2 separate regions of the Oryzias latipes genome follow, and region 1 is linked to region 2. A link is a contact called in public Hi-C data. All regions are on one chromosome and are shown on one strand. The core of a region is the stretch at or near the end of the contact, and the rest is flanking DNA. Distances in the headings are between cores, read along the strand shown.

Region 1 (2,752 bases), core at 77-2,576, 65 kb before region 2:
GCTCTGGGTAATGAGGACCGGCCTCTTCAGTTATCTAGATGAATCCTGTAATATTAAAGTTTAGAGCAACTTTTGTTTTCCTTAATGAGCTGATCAATTATGAAAAACTACAGTTTGTCATTTTTGTTTACACACAAAAATGGACCTTTGTATTTAAAAAGATTATGCTGTAAAACGGGCCGACGTTATGTGAATTTACATGGAAAACAGCAGCTTTTTTCACTTTATTCATAATTGACTTTTTTTTTACTTAATAAATGTTCATAATGTAACAATAGTTTCTAGATTCAAAGAGTAACATTTGAACTCAGAAAAAAAGACTTTTTTGCCTTCACTGAACAAATTCTTTCATTTCTGCCTCTTAAAAACTGAAACTTTCTTTTTTTTTTAAATCAATATGTTTGACATTTCTAAAGAATTTGGTGAACAGGACATTTTCTGAGTTTTGAATAAATAAGCCCCGCCCCCATATGAAGCACAGCCAACATCATCAATATCCATAAACGTCAGAGTCTGCCTCGCTTCTCTGCAGAAGCAGAAGAGGGTGCAGACAGACGGAGCTGCCGCTTCTACCCAGCGTGGGCGGCGACAAAAGGCTGCCGTCCATCTTCATCCTCAAGATGAAGCTCCTCCCAGCCTCAGTGAGGCCCGGGTGTGCACGGTGGTGGCAGCGGTTAATAAGGTGCATCCACCTTTCCTCCTCCACAAAACGACTTCATTAAGCGATTCACCGTAATTCTATGCTGGTAATGTTTCGGGGAAACGTGCACGCGCTCACACACGTGCATGAAAAACTTTCAGTAAACATTTTGATTTCTTCTAAATCCTCTAAACAAATGTTGACGTCCTGAAATCGAATGAGTGGCTCCATTTCCAAAGACGGTGGAAAACGCCTTTCCAGGTAAAACATTTCAGTTCAGAGTTGTCTGATTTAGACTGCATCACCTGCAGCTTCCCACCCTACCTGTCTCATGTGTGCACGACACGCTAAGCAAACACACCTGTCGTTCCCCGCAATCTCTCTTCTTCTGGCTTTTCATTTATTCAGGTTTAGATCAAATTCTGCAGATGAAGGTTCTGCTTCGGCTCTTGGCGTCTCTAATCATGTTTTCAGGCAGCAGCTGATGTCTAACATGAAAAATCGTTGTTGTCAGCATCTCTTCCTCTTCATCATCATCATCATCCTGTCCTTTATGATCCCCCCATCCTCGGCCTCTTTTCCTCTGTCCTTTCATCTCAACCTCCCAGGCTTTCAGGTCACCAGGGAAACAATCGTCTTAAGTGCTTTGGCTGACGATGGGGGCTGATGGGAAACCTTCCTGTCAGCGTCGGTCGCTGAACTGAGTGACTGAATGCAAATGCAGGAGCTCATGTGGACTCCTGCTGATCCTCATGTGGACTCCTGCTGATCCTCATGTGGACTCCTGCTGATCCTCATGTGGACTCCTGCTGATCCTCATGCTGATTCCTGCTGATCCTCCTCTTTCCGTCTCCAGAGGTTTTCGTAAAGGTGAACTTGGACGGATTTGTGTCAAAATTTGAAATTAAACTAATCAGAAAAACGACAGATTATAGATTCCTGATGTTTGTGATGATGTCGCTAACTTCTGGAAACCTTCAATCAAAATCATCACAAGTATTCTGGAATGCCCCATTTTGCTGTTGGGGAGGGGATGACTTCATGAAACAGTTGAAGCTGACGACTGCAGGACGGCTGGGTGATCTTCAGGTTTCTACCACTCTTCCAGCTGTTACACCTGCAGCTAAACATGACAAGCATTTCACTGATGGCTGCAGTTCTTCTCCCTAAAACGTGCCGAGTTTGCTTTTTCTGAACCAAAAGGGGAAATCTTCCTCATTCAGCTCTGATTCTGATTCTTCATGTGGTTCAAAAAAAGCAAAGAACGGCGAATCAACCAAACGACCACGCAGCGCGGCCTTCCAATGATTCATCGGTTTGATTTCACCTCGGCCTTCAGTCATCCATCCTAAGGAGCTGTCTTCACTGCAGCCATGACTGAGCATGACTACGATAACAGACGAGTCTGTGCACGCCGCCGCCGCCTGACACTTCTGGAAGCTGCAGGCGAGACTAATGAACGACAATCAGACAAGGAGCTGATTCACTGTCCAATCACAGAAGCTCAGAAGAGCAGTCCTTCCTCTTCCTCACAATGTTTTAGGATAACCTTTGTCCCAAAGAAACATCGTTTTCAGAGACACAAATGTAACCTTTATAAAAGCAGCCGTGCCCTGGTGGGAGGAGTTTCATTGATCCATCTGTGACATCACGTCCTGTGGACCCGTTTTATGAACCGCATATACCTTGGCTCAAACGATGAACGAGAAAGATTTTTTCCTTCAAATGGAAGTCTTTGTCTTCAGCAGCAAGAAAAGGAGAAAATCTTCTGGAAACGTCTTTGCTTCATTTCAGTCACATTAATACGAACATCTCTAGTTTAGATTATGGCACCGGTCAGTACAAAGATGGAGTTTTGACTTTTGCAACAAAAATAATCTAAAAGTTGTTAGCGTTTGAAACCAAGAAGGTCGTAGGTTAAGCCCCTCCCCTCAGCCCTTTTCTTAGCTTCCATGGCAAACAGAGCAGATCAACAGGGAGGGAAGGAGCTCAGCTTTCAGTAGGAAATATTTCTGAGATTGTTCCAGATGAAACCCCATAAATCACTGCTGACCTCAGCAGATTTGAACTGAGCTGACACCTTTTCTTTCTTTTTTTCAGTGGATTCAGAAG
Region 2 (2,900 bases), core at 2-2,501:
TACAGGAGGGTTGAAGAAGAGAAACTGTAGCATCAGACAAATAAAAGATTGAAAGGTCTGTCGAAACTGAAGAGTAGGGTATGAGTGCCAGTTGATGACCTGTTGACCTGTTTGCCTTAACAAACTTCTAACATGTAACACCTACACTGAAATGCATAATAGACAAATGTTGGTCCAGATTTATTTGAAACAGTACAGAAGTATCCCATTTCCATTGGACTGATGGATTTAGGACTGTGAAGGTCTGGTTCAAGTGTTCTGTAACAACACAGCACAGATGGAGAGGTGGAAGATCTCAGACCTGACTTTACACCTGGACAATGTCTCCCCCCTGAGGAAGGCATGGGATCAAGTGTGTTACTGGGACACACCTGAAGACAGGTACAGCAACAACAACTTTCAATTGATTCCTGAGGTCAAATAAGATTTATGTAAAAAACCTAAAAGACAAAAAATATTAGTTGTAATGTATATTATTAAATAATTGTGTACAACTCTAAAATACATAAATTCCCAAATGCACTTTTTATATTTTTATTGTATTTTATTTATTTGCATGTGTGTTATTATTTTTTACTTACTTGTCCTGTCCAACAGCTGGGCAAACACATCAGGGCTGAGGGCTTCTTGTGTTAGACAGATTTTACTGTTACACTAGGGGTCATGAATCTTCTGACACGCGAGGTGTCTATTTGTATAAACCCCTTTGGGATTTGAGGCAAAACTTTATTCACATTTATTGTGTATGAATGCATTTTTTCTTGGACTGGACGGGGGGGGGCTGGGAGGTTAAGGAAATTGGAGGATGATTAAAGAAACACAAACAACACAAAGCAACAAGTTACTGGAGGTCCATCACTACAGTTTGGTATAGTTAGTCTAAAAGGGTAAGGCCTGACCCCAGACTCACTAAAATATGACAAAAACGTACTTTTTTAAAAGCTGCAATCATGCAACAGAAAAACACTGACCTTAGCAGAGATTTGCTTTGATTTTATTTTTTACTTTTAGTTTTTTTCGGTTTATTGAGAACCTTTTTTCATTACATCACTGCATGGATAACATTTAAGCTATTAAGTTGTAATTTATTTTCATTTTTTATTTTTTATTGTAAATGATGTATCCATTTCCCATTTGCATGTTACTGTTTGCGCCCTCATTCGGTGAACGTAGGTACTGCATAGCAGCTTCAACATCACACGTGGTTTAAGAACCGCCCAGCTGAGCTCAGAGAAAACCTGCGCAGTGAGCGTACTGCGCAGCACAGTGCCTGCGGAGCTACCAGCGTCCTTCCTGCTTATCCTGGCTAGCCGTCCGAGTGCTGGCATTCTAGTGTTCGCACTATGACAAACATTCCGCATTAACGACACAACAGAAACGTTTGCATCATACCAACACAAACAAGTAAGTGACCGCCTGTTCGATGCACGAGCTAGCTAAATCCTTGCACCCGCTAACAGTTGTTGAACACAGAAACGACTTAACGAGGGAGTCCCAGCTTATCATATCGCGTAAATGCAATGACCAGAACCTGGATGTGCCCGGTTTGAATTTGTAAAAGGAGGATTCGAAGTTGAAGTTTTAGAGTACTAAAACCGATGTTGTTACGTGCTAACGTAGCTAGCCCGCAACTAATGATGACGTCATCGAGGTCGAGTAAGGTCTGAACTTGACACTATTTTTCCATAACTCGACGTTTGGACGAACTCTGATTCTGCCTTTGTGTCGTTTATAATAATTCTTCTTCCAGAGTTTATATTCCAGATGTCAGTCGGGTTGTGTTTGTCCTTAAAGCGTGTTGTCATTCTCCGATTGTCTGACTCTTGTCTTTTAGTTATTTATGTTTTTCCTGGTGTAACACTGTGATGCCCGTGGTTGTCTTTCCAGCTGTCGCCATGGTGATCCTGTCAGGCACAGCCACAGTGCTGCAGCAGTTTGTCAGCGGCTTAAAGAGTCGAAACGAAGACACCCGAGCAAAGTCTGCCAAAGATCTGCAGCATTATGTGACCACAGAGCTGAGAGAGGTACCTGCACGGAAAACCGGGATGCTTCGACTGCCTCACACTTTGTTCTTCATTTTCTGATCTTCTGCTTCAGCTCAGCCAAGATGAAGCCACGACGTTCTACGACGAGTTAAACCACCACATATTTGAGCTGGTGTCCAGCTCTGACGTGAATGAGAAGAAAGGAGGCATACTCGCTATCGGTACGCTCAGTCACGACCTCCAACCCCACATGCCTGCTGTGTGTCCAGTTGCTTTATGTTGTTGGTGCTGCACCTATGTTCCAGTGAGTCTCATTGGCGTTGAGGGAGGAAATGCCACCAGGATCAGTCGCTTTGCCAACTACCTCCGCAACCTCCTGCCTTCCAGCGATCCTGTGGTCATGGAGATGGCCTCCAAAGCAATGGGCCACCTGTCTATGGCGGGAGACACCTTCACCGCTGAATATGTGGAGTTTGAAGTGAAGAGAGCTCTGGAGTGGCTGGGGGCCGACCGAAACGAAGGCAGGCGCCATGCAGCTGTGAGTCCCGGGCCGACCACACGGACTGTTTGTTGTGTAAACAGAATGCTCGCCATCCTGAAACTGTCCTGCCGCACTTTGGAGCTTCGGTTCTTGAATCATGTCTGACACATCTTTGGAAGTTTGAGTGTCGAGACAAAAGTTTCCACAAGTTACCGTTAAACAGGTCTGCAGTGTAACTTAGTGACGTTTATTTCTGTGAGACTTTTGCCAGAAAGAGTCATAAATGACGTGACCAACGACATTAGCAAAAGTCCTCATTGCAGCACCACAATTTGACCCGCGGCCGTCAGAAAGGGAAAGATTTCATTGCTGCCCTTAGCGTCTCAAGACGTAAAGGACAATAAGAAGAAGAATAACGCAACGTTCAACTGAGT

The links. Hi-C and Micro-C count contacts between places; a contact is called where the count stands out from the background.
Region 1: a Hi-C map of gastrula embryo shows a contact between it and region 2, with 1.8 times the contacts expected there. The contact joins the enhancer-like site here to the promoter of mtor in region 2. A contact is called at or near these places in 4 of 5 Hi-C or Micro-C datasets (embryo and gastrula embryo).

The regions. Positions count from the first base shown.
Region 1 is chr7:1,280,170-1,282,921 of ASM223467v1, reverse strand. All of the region lies in intron 2 of agrn (agrin), which reads right to left. Among protein-coding and RNA genes, the nearest start is that of agrn, 52 kb to the right of the region's middle. Within about 2 kb of position 1,326, at least 1 of the 8 cell types and tissues checked has an H3K27ac peak or open chromatin away from gene starts, as enhancers often do. A contact at or near this core is called in gastrula embryo, where this site is marked.
Region 2 is chr7:1,215,244-1,218,143 of ASM223467v1, reverse strand. It overlaps mtor (serine/threonine-protein kinase mTOR), which reads left to right and starts at 1,251. Exons shown (of 58, transcript XM_023956308.1): 1 at 1,251-1,404; 2 at 1,888-2,024; 3 at 2,098-2,206; 4 at 2,291-2,523. The coding sequence starts at 1,896.